2 separate regions of the Macaca mulatta genome follow, and region 2 is linked to region 1. Evidence: chromatin contacts called from public Micro-C data. All regions are on one chromosome and are shown on one strand. The core of a region is the stretch at or near the end of the contact, and the rest is flanking DNA. Distances in the headings are between cores, read along the strand shown. Region 1 has its middle 22 kb from the start of ACYP2. Region 2 overlaps PSME4 (proteasome activator subunit 4).

Evidence for each region. Hi-C and Micro-C count contacts between places; a contact is called where the count stands out from the background.
Region 2: a contact with region 1 is called in a Micro-C map of CD4 T cells, with 13 times the contacts expected there. The contact joins two enhancer-like sites. A contact is called at or near these places in 4 of 14 Hi-C or Micro-C datasets (CD4 T cells, fetal cortical plate, fibroblasts and 1 more).

The regions. Positions count from the first base shown.
Region 1 is chr13:70,558,294-70,563,673 of T2T-MMU8v2.0, reverse strand. No RefSeq gene overlaps it. Among named protein-coding and RNA genes, the nearest start is that of ACYP2, 22 kb to the right of the region's middle. Within about 2 kb of position 3,798, at least 5 of the 40 cell types and tissues checked have an H3K27ac peak or open chromatin away from gene starts, as enhancers often do. A contact at or near this core is called in CD4 T cells, where this site is marked.
Region 2 is chr13:70,747,174-70,752,330 of T2T-MMU8v2.0, reverse strand. All of the region lies in intron 20 of PSME4 (proteasome activator subunit 4), which reads right to left. The region is part of intron 1 of LOC144333772 (a long non-coding RNA gene); the gene reads left to right. Among named protein-coding and RNA genes, the nearest start is that of GPR75, 54 kb to the left of the region's middle. Within about 2 kb of position 2,685, at least 6 of the 40 cell types and tissues checked have an H3K27ac peak or open chromatin away from gene starts, as enhancers often do. A contact at or near this core is called in CD4 T cells, where this site is marked.

The sequences.
Region 1 (5,380 bases), core at 2,549-5,048:
TCGTTTCAGATCGGGGAAAGGTTATTCCCACTTAGTACATCAGAAAGAGTACAGTGAAGACAAGGACAAAGTTGTGTTTTGACCACACACATTCTTATTGGTCACCATAAAGCATTCTATTCTATCTGTATTATTCTGAAGCCCCACAGCCCACCATTGCATGTTCAACAGACAGCTGAAAGATTGTTAGATAAGACTAATAGATAAGAAAGTAAGAAAGATAAGACAGTAAGAAAGATCAATAAAGTGCAATAACAGGACTTCTATGCTAATAAGTTTCAGATATTTCTTGCGAAAACTAGAGCTGCTCTGGAAATGGAGTTGAGAAACTTTGTTCTATCATTGGATTATTAGCTCCTTACAGTAAAGGACTAGCTCTTATTTATAATTTTACTTCCCAGTATTTAGCTTAATTATTAGAATTTAGAGCTGATACACTAAGCGGTGAATGAACCTTGAATAACAATGACTAGTTGAATCAGTGTGCTAATTTGTTAACTAACTATTTATTTTTGATATTAAAAATGTTGGCCAGGTGTAGTGGCTCGTGCCTGTGATTCTAGCACTTTGTGAGGCCAAGACAGGAGAGGAGATTGCTTGAGGCCAGAAGTTCAGATATGTATATCTCCTGGTTATTAAGTTTATTACTATTTTCCAACATAGAAACTGTATTTTATGGCTGGTGCAGTAGCTCACTCTTGTAATCCCAGCACTTTGGGAGGTTGAGGCAGGAAGATTGAGGAGTTTGAGATCAGCCTGGGCAACATAGTGAGACCTTGTCTCTACAAAACAAATTTAAAAATTAGTTGGCCATGGTGTTGCATGCCTGTAGTCCCAGCTGCTCAGGAGGCTGAGGTGAGAGGATCACCTAAGCCCCAGTGGTCAAGGCTGCAGTGAGCTGTGACTGCACCACTGCACTCTAGCCTGGGCAACAGAGTGAGATGCAGTCCCAAAACAAAACAGCAACTACTTTTGCACCAACCTAATATTTCTTTAAAATGTTCATCAAGTCACCTAATAATTCAGCATTTTTTCCCACTGAATTAAGGACTTTTTAACTATTAAAAAGTTTGCTCAGCCAGGCACGGTGGCTCACACCTGTAATCCCAGAGCTTTGGGAGGCTGAGGCAGGCAGATCACTTGAGGTCAGGAGTTCGCAACCCGCCTGGCCAATATTGTGAACCCCCATCTCTACTAAAAAATGCAAAAATTAGCTGGGCATGGTGGCACATGCCTGAAGTCCCAGCTACTCAGGAGGCTGAGGCAGGAGAATTGCTTGAACCCAGGAGGTGGAGTTTGGAGTGAGTCAAGATTGCGCCACTGCACTCCAGCCTGGGCGACAGTGTGAGACTCCATCTCAAAACAAAACAAAATGAAACGGTGTTTCCTCCCTTCCTGCCTTTGCCAATTGTGCCTAGAGTACTCTAGGATTCTCTTCTGCCTGGACCACTCTTCCTCTTCCTCTTTGCCTTTTGCCCTGTCTTCCTTTGCAGCTTATCAAATCCCTCAACTCTGTTCCCTTCCTCTGTAACACTGTCCCGCACCACTCCATGCATGGGACTTCTTCCTCTGACTCTTGGGATCTGTCGGACAGCACTTGTATAGACTTGTTCCTGTTTTCCATGTATTTGGATGATTTTACCATCTACATGTTGGTGTTTTGAGGGTAGGAATTCTGCACTAGACATCTTTGTTTCCATGACGTTGCCTTGGATACAATGAGCGCTGACATAATTGTTGATTTATTTAAAATAGATTTTTCTATTTTTAAAATAGGCAGAGAAGAAACTCTACTAATGTTTCTCAAAATGCAACACCTACGAGAGCCTGCCTGTAATGATTAAAAGGACAAAGGGGGTTATTTTATGTCTTAACTCAAAATTTCAAAGCAGATCAAAGGAGTATTTATCAAATGAAAAGAAGCAATCTCTGAAAATTGATTTAGTACATCTGTAACATAACTATGTTGGAGGACAGGGGAAAGCAAGTGTATATTGGGGTGGGGAACACAGGAAGAAAGCTAAATCCTCATTTTCCAAATAGTAGGAAATCAATATATACTTTCTAACGTGGAAAAATGATGATAAAAAATGTTGCAGCATGAGCATATTTATATTCATGAAGGTAAATAACAAAAGAGCTTTTTTTTTTCTTTAATGGCCTCTACAGAGGCCCTTATCTCTTTTTTAAGTCCCTTTTGGAGCACATCTCACTCTCTTGATTTTATTTTATTTATTTATTTATTTATTTATTTATTTATTTATTTATTGAGACAGAGTCTCACTCTGTCACCCAGGCTGGAGTGCCGTGGCACGATTTTGGCTCACTGCAACCTCCATCTCCTGGGTTCAAACAATTTTCCTGCCTCAGCCTCCTGAGTAGCTAGGACTACAGGTGTGTGCCACCATGCTCGGCTAATTTGTGTATTTTTGGTAGAGACAGGGTTGTGCCATGTTGGTTGGGCTGGTCTCAAACTCCTGATGTCAAGTGATCCACCCATCTTAGCCTCCCAAAGTGCGGGGGTTACAAGCGTCAGCTACCATCCCCAGCCAACTCTCTTGATTTTAAATGTCCCTCTAGATAGAGACATTTCCAGTTCCAGGTCTCTTTGTTTCTCCTTATTTTCATACCTCAGAGGTGCTGGTGGGAGGAGTACGAGCAAGATTGGAGAAAGAAAGTGTTTGTAATAGTCCGTGTGATAAAGTATGGGTGCCCGGACAAGGGCAGCAACTGTGGGGAAGGAGAGTGAGGCTGATTTAAAAGCCATTCACGAGGGAGACTTTACAGAGCTATAAGGTAGCTATAGAGGGTGAGGGAGTTGGAGGACCCAAAGATGAACCAGGTTTCCAGCAGAGGTGCTGGATGGATGAAGAAGGAAAAGCAGTTTAAGGAAGAGAAAAAAATGTCAGTTCAGTTTTGAAGATGTTGAATTTGCAGTGCTGGGGAACAGTAGAATAGAGCTGTCTCACAGGCACCTTCATTTACAAGTGGGTTATAAAAGAGGGAAGAGTAGGGACAGGAACCACATTTCAGCAGGAATAATGGATCCTGGTAATCAGGAGAAGTTGGGATTTCTCCTTCATGGTGGGACAGAGAAGACTATGTTTGACACTCGCTGATCCATAGGAACATCTCTTCTTTCTCCCCTGCCCAGTTGTGATGGTAAGTCAACAATGTAGCCAACCTATATTATCCTATAATCAGTCTTGAAACAGGTTTGGGTGACAAGGAGCTAAGATTTACCAGGGATGGGGAATGGAGTCATCCACCAGTTAAGCCATCTGGAGCAGCAGAGGTGCTAGCTGAGGGTGAGGGGAATCTAGAATTGGTAGTGGAGGAGGGAAATGGAGCGTTTCAGATGTGACTTTGAGAGCAGCTGCAGAGGGAAAGACTGTAACTTGGCCCCCTGACATTATTGTAAAGTTCTCCTAATGAAGGAACAAACCAGAAATCCAGGGGAGCTAATCTCTAATAAGGTGAACTTACTATAAAAGCAGGTGGGTTCCAGTGACATAGAGGGTGTACAGTGATGCATGCCATGGTGCTCTGCTCAGATGCTCACTTTAGGACCATGATGTTCATTCTCCAGTTGCCAGAAGTACTGGCTGCTTGACAACCTACCTTAAGTTCTTCTAGAATTGTCCTCAGCCAAAGAGAGTTGGCTTTCTAAGCTTATGTCCCACAGCCTGCATCCAATGACCCACTGATGGTGGGGTTCAGCGTAGACAACCCTGAAGGGAGCTCTAAGCTCCCGCTGGTTGGGCTGAGGCTTCTGTTGTCAATTGCACAGCAGGTCAACTCCTCCTGCAGCTCACTTCTGCTGCCTTCACTGCTCCAGAGTTGTGTGCCTCCTACACGTAAGTCTCTGCCTGAGAGTCAGTTTCCCAGGAAACCTAACCTAAGACATTAGGGCAATGCAAATGAGGTAAGTCCTCCCCCTTCACAGGAGGAAGTCAGCAGATAATATCTAAGGGTGATAAAAATCAATATGTAAAGGTGTAAGCATATTCTCTAGAGTTACACAGACAACCGCCGGAAGAACTAAAAATAGAAATTATGAAAAGAATATTGTCTCTGCGAAATGTGACTGCGGATTGATTAGGTGGGAGACTTGCTTTTCCTTCTAAGATCTTCTCAACTACCGAAATTAATACCGTATGCAGATAGTACTTTGACTCAAATCTAATTTTAACATTAAAACAAGACTCTTGGAAACAACTAAAGATAAAGAGGTAGTGAGGCAGAGAGAAATAATAATGTTTGATTCAGAGGATGTGGCCTAGAATTCAGGTGCTTTTTCTGTGTCTGGGTACAGGTCACTTCCTCTTTCAGAGACTTAGTTTTCTCATCTGTCAAGTGGGAATAACAATGATATTAAATAAAAACCACTCTGCCGGGCGCGGTGGCTCACGCCTGTAATCCGAGCACTTTGGGAGGCCGAGGTGGGCGGATCCCGAGGTCAGGAGATGGAGACCATCCTGGCTAACGCGGTGAAACCCCCGTCTCTACTAAAAATACAAAAAAATTAGCTGAGCGTGTTGGTGGGCATCTGTAGTCCCAGCTACTCGGGAAGCTGAGGCAGGAGAATGGCGGGAACCTGGGAGGCGGAGCTTGCAGTGAGCCGAGATGGCACCACTGCACTCCAGCCTGGGCGACAGAGCGAGACTCCGTCACAAAACAAACAAACAAACAAACAAACAAAAAAATACTCAATATCATTGTGAAGTGTAAATAAAATAATGAAAAGTAAAATGCTTAGTAAAGCTATGAAGAGCTGTCCTACATAGGAGAATGAAGTACATGTTAGAGATACTGGCAATGTACAAAAACCACAAAGAAAGTGGTTAATTCTGGCCGTGGATGAAAAAGACCTCATGAAGGCAGGATCACTCATGGTTGGCTTGAAAAAGAAAGGAAGATTTTGGTAGGCAGAGAAGGAGACATGGTGGGGAGAAAAAAAAAATTTTTTTTTTTTTTTGAGACAGAGTCTTACTCTGTTGCCCAGGCTGGAGTGCTGTGGCACGATCTCGGCTCACTGCAACCTTCGCCTCCCAGGTTCAAACGATTCTCCTGCCTCAGCCTCCCAAATAGCTTAGATTAGAGGTGTATGCCACCACGCCCAGCTAATTTTTTGTATTTTTAGTAGAGACAAGATTTCACCATGTTGGCCAGGCTGGTCTCAAACTCCTGACCTCAGGTGATCTACCCACCTCGGCCTCCCAAAGGGCTGGGATTACAGGTATGAGCCACCATGCCCAGCCCAACTGTGTGTGTGGGTTTTTTGTTTTCTCGAGACATTGTCTTGCTCTATCACCCAGGCTGGAAGGCAGTGGCACCATCTTGGCTCACTGCAGCCTCTGCCTCCTGGGCTCAAGCAATC
Region 2 (5,157 bases), core at 1,436-3,935, 190 kb before region 1:
GCCCATAGAGTATAAACAAAGAATGGCTTCTTTTTCACTAACTTACTTCAAAGCTTAATATTTGTTTTCCTTCTATAAAGCTTCAACTACTGGCAAACTTGAGCATCTTATATATTTTTGCATGATCAAAAATATGTATGTATCCAAAATCTGTTAGTAGAAAATAAAATCAGATTCCTTTACATGAACGTCAAGTCTTTACTGAAATTAGATTTCACCAAAGAGAAAAGGCCTGTACTCAAGAGTAACAAGAATAAAACACAAGAGGGTTCCCACCCTCCCCCCCGCCATTGTTAGAGCAAGGGGAAGTGCTTGCTGTGAGCCATGCCATCAGAGTATGTGTCTCCCCACTGCTGCCATAAACAGTTTTCTGAAGGAGAAATATACAGCCTGCAGCTTACCCAGTCTGTATCTAATGCCATATAACATTAAGTCAAGCATGAACTTTAACTACTGTCACTTTAGTTACAGTCATATTATACAAATAAGAGTTTATGACCAATTATTCTCCATAGGTTTTACTATATCAAAAAAGCTGTCATTTGGGAATTTAAAGTTTTTCAAACAAGTTTCATCTAAGAGTCCTGACACCAAATTTCTTAAAATCCATGTGACACTTTGAATTGTTTTGTTACCAGGGAATCTGAAAAATTATCACTTATGCTGACTACTTTTAAAAATCCTGTATAAGATTGTAAAATATTAAGTAATATATTTAAATAAAAGCCTTATCTTCTTCCTTTACTTTTAAAACTTGGATTAAAATACAGCGTCCATATCTCCTACAAAGAGCTGACCCTTGAACAACACAGGTGTGGGTCTACTTACATGCAGATTTTTTTTTCAACTAAATGTATTAGCCAGATGAGAAATCTACACATTATGGAAGGCTGACTTTTCGTGTATGCGAGCTCTACAGGGCCTACTGTGGCACTTGAGGATGAGTGGATTTTGGTATGCTGTGGGTCCAATCTCCTAACTACACCAAGGGATGACTATATATAGGACATATCTGGGTAGTACACATTACAGCTTTTAGTTATTCTTATCCACCATAATTTGATATTTTCTTGCCTACCACAAATTAACTGGCTTAGCATGTTTTACAGTAACTGCTTCTCAGCAAGTGTAGCTATTTACTTTTTTTCAAGACAGGATCTCCCTCTGTCACCCAGGCTGCAGTGCAGTGGTACGATCATGGCTCACTGCAGCCCCAACCTTCCCAGTTCAAGTGGACTCACACACACTTCAGGCTCTTGAACGCCACCAAGTCAGCTAATTTGTTTATTTATTTTTTGGTATAGACAGGGTCTCGCTATGGTGCCCAAGTTGGTCTCAAACGCCTGGTCCCAAGTAATCCTCCCACCTCCACCTCCCAAAGCACTGGGATTATAGGAATGAGCCATAGTGCTCTACCTCTTCTGACCTTTAGAAGATTTTTTACGAAAAGAAATCTCTATCCATTACCCAAGTAAAATATTATGACTCTATCTCTTTGTGACGTTATAGATCTACTTGTGCCCAGAATGTAATCTCTGATATATAAAATGGTTCTAGTAGCTTTTAGCTATGCACATAATCTTAGGTGAATAGGCTTAAGGCACTGTCTTACAGATCTATATTCTGACTAAAAGCTATAGTAATAGTATGTAAGTTAAATCAAATTCCATCACTACCTCCCCCTTCCCCATGTGAAATCCATCCTACTCATTCACTAGTTCATTTTATAAACCATATTATCATTTAACCTAAGGAACAATACAATTCAAAAAAATAATTCCAGCACAACATACTGTAAATAACACCTCTATATAATAATAATAAAGTTAAATCTGCTTCATAGCTTCTAGATAGTACCAGGCCACCTAACTTATAGTAAAATGTATTAAAATATTTGTACCACTAAAAAAAGACCTATGAATGTTCAACAACTACAGTATTCATACCACTAGATGGCAATCTTCTTTAGATATGATTAGAGCAGAACTATGAAAAGAATCACTGGTAGGAAAGAAGGGATGGTGAAAAATAACTATTGACACAAAAACAAAATATATAATACAAATCACATATGCAAATGAAGGCTGGGTGAATTGTCATGAAACAGCTGTAAACAATAATATAAAATTCTTCCTGTGTATAAGTGAAAGAACATCCTATCTTCCCAATAATCCTTCCCCTTCTAAATAAAAATAAACATAAAAGATGTAAAACCAAGCCACTAAAAGATTTTTTTTCCCTTCAAAGTATAAATGTTTCACAAGAGACAATTAGGCCTATTTTCGTGTTCTATTATCCAATTCAATCCTAGGTAGCAATAATAACTACAAACACAAACGAAAACCTGGCTCTTACCCTGCCAAGTGAACAAAGAGTTGCTAAGCAAAGAGAAATCTTATATGCTGCTAGATTTTAAATTAACTCTGAAAACAAGAACTATTTCCAAGTCTGACACACAAGCTTTTAAAAATAAATGAAAACAGTCAGAAGGTGAAATAAGGAGAAAACAGGGTTACTCACCGTGGAGTAGTAACTGTTTCCTTTTCTGTGTGCAGCTCCCCCAGCAGAGCTGGGTAGTTTCCTGGAGGTGCCAAGAGAGGTTAGCTAGCCCTGCCCCTCATTGCATAAGCAACACATCCTTTCACATATCAATGAAATGGTCTCACTATCAGACCTTAAGTATGAATTTCTTTGAGTGAAAAGTTAGTAAAAGCTGAGATCCTAAGGATGATTTAACTAAAAATAACGTAATAAATCTATCAGAGGAAAGGGGGCACAAAGTAAAGAAATATTTTGAGATGAAAAATGACTCCTCTACCTTGAGTAACCCTGTTTTTTAGATGTTAGTTTTTTGCATCCTGTGATAGCTGGTTAGACCTAAAAGATTATTTAGAGAATGGACTGCAAAAGGAAAAATGAATGACGATTTCAGGATTAAAGGCAAGTGTCCAAAATTCCTGTGACTCTGGAAAGACATAATCCAACTTCCACATCTATAAAGGTAGAATTATGAGTATAAACTATACCACAAATATTTCTCTTAAAACACTATCTAAAGGTTCCAAGAGCAAAATAGGTCTTATTTTAAGATTAATTCAGCAACCTGTGATATCTGACAAAACTGTTAGAAATTCAAATTGTTTTCAATGGTACGAAATAAGAAAAAATTTATGCTTAATTACCCACAATTACTTTATTATATCCATCCTTGGAAACTGTAAAGTTTATAGTAAGTATAAGATATTTAGTGGCTGGGCGCAGCGGCTCACGCCTGTAATCCCAGCACTTTGGGAGGCAGAGGTGGGTGGATCACGAGGTCAGGAGTTCAAGACCAGTCTGGCCAAGATGCTGAAACCCCATGTCTACTAAAAATACAAAAATTAGCCGGGCATGGTGGCATATGCCTGTAATCCCAGCTACCCAGCTAAGACTAGAGAATCACTTGAACCTGGGAGGTGGAGGCTGCAGTGAGCTGAGATTGTGCCACTGCACTCCTACCTAGGCAACGAGAGTGAAACTCCGTTTCAAAAAAAAAAAAAAAGATATTTAGTAACTCTATATTGCTAAAGGCCCAAAGGTACACGGGATCTCCAAAGTGGATACCAATAGGTAGATCATTTACTTTTATGCTTAGGACATGGCTTTTTATTTTTTGTCAATCTCTAATATAATAATATAGCACAGAAGATAGGTCTTCCCATTTAGTAGCCACTCCCCTGAACAATGAGATTTTAAGACCATCCCACATACCCTATTAGGACTAAGTTAGATATTTTCACAGGAAAACTAAAAAGTAACCTAAGCTTTGGCTGGGGCGTGGTGGCTCATGCCTGCCAGTAATCCCAGCACTTTTGGATGTGGAGACAGGTGGATCACCTGAGCTCAGGAAATTGAGACCAGCCTAGGCAACATAGCGAAACCCCATCTCTACAAAAAAATACGAAAATTAACTGGGCGTGGTGACCCACGCCTACAGCCTCAGTTATTTGGGAGCTAACGTGGGAGGATCACTTGAGTCCAGGAGATGGAGAGTGCAGTGAACCAAGATTGTGTCACTGCATTCCAACTTGGGCAACAGAGCAAGACCCTATCTCAAAAGAACTAAAAAAATAAATACATAAATAAAAAAGCCGGTGTGGTGGCTCACACCTGTAATCCTAGCACTTTGGGAGGCCAAGGTGGGAGGATCACTTGAGCTCAGAGACCAGCCTGGGCAACATAGTGAGACCTTGTCTCTATTTTTTTTTTAAAGAAGAAAAAAAAAGAAGTAAACTAAGCTTCTAGGGGTTTTTTTGTTTGGTTGGTTTTTTTTTTAATCACTGTACTCTTTCTTCCAGAAGACAAAGACTACTAATACACACACAAGGCAATCTTAATACTGAGTAATCTGACAAAAAAAATTATACCAGCTAGAATTTTACCTAAGATTTATATAAATTTAAATGTTTTAAAAAAGAATTATATAAAGCTGAATGTGGTGGCTCACGCCTATAATCCCAGCACTTTTGGAGGTCGAGGCAGGCAGATCACTTGAGGTCAGCAGTTCGAGACCAGCTTGGCCAACATGGTGAAACCCTGTCTCTACTAAAAATACAAAAAAAAAAAAATTAGCCAGGCGTGGTGGCATACACCTGCAATACTACCTACTTGAGAGGGTGAGGCAGGATAATAGCTTGAACCCGGGAGGCAGAGGTTGCAGTGAGCCAAGATAGCGCCATTGCACTCTAGCCTGGGTGACAAAAGCGAAACTCCACCACAAAAAAAATTAAAATACAAAAATTAGCTGGGTGTGGTGGCAGGTGCCCGTAATCCCAGCTACTCAGGAGGCTGAGGAAGGACAATCGCTTGAACCCGGGAGGTGGAGGTCGCAGCGAGCTGAGATCACACACTTCACTCCAGCCTGGGCAACAGAGCAAGACTGTCTCAAAAAAAAAAAAAAAAATCATGAATTGCTATGTGCTTCTAAAAACTGGGCTGGTATTTCAGAAAATGCATAATGTCTCCTAATACCACAGCCAAACTGTTATTAACAATAGATATTTTCCTCAGACATCTTAAGACATTACACTAAAATATTCATATAACAATTATGTGTTTCATTTTCTCCCTGACCTAGTACATTTTCCCATTTCCTATGGAGCAACTAACGTGCTAAGT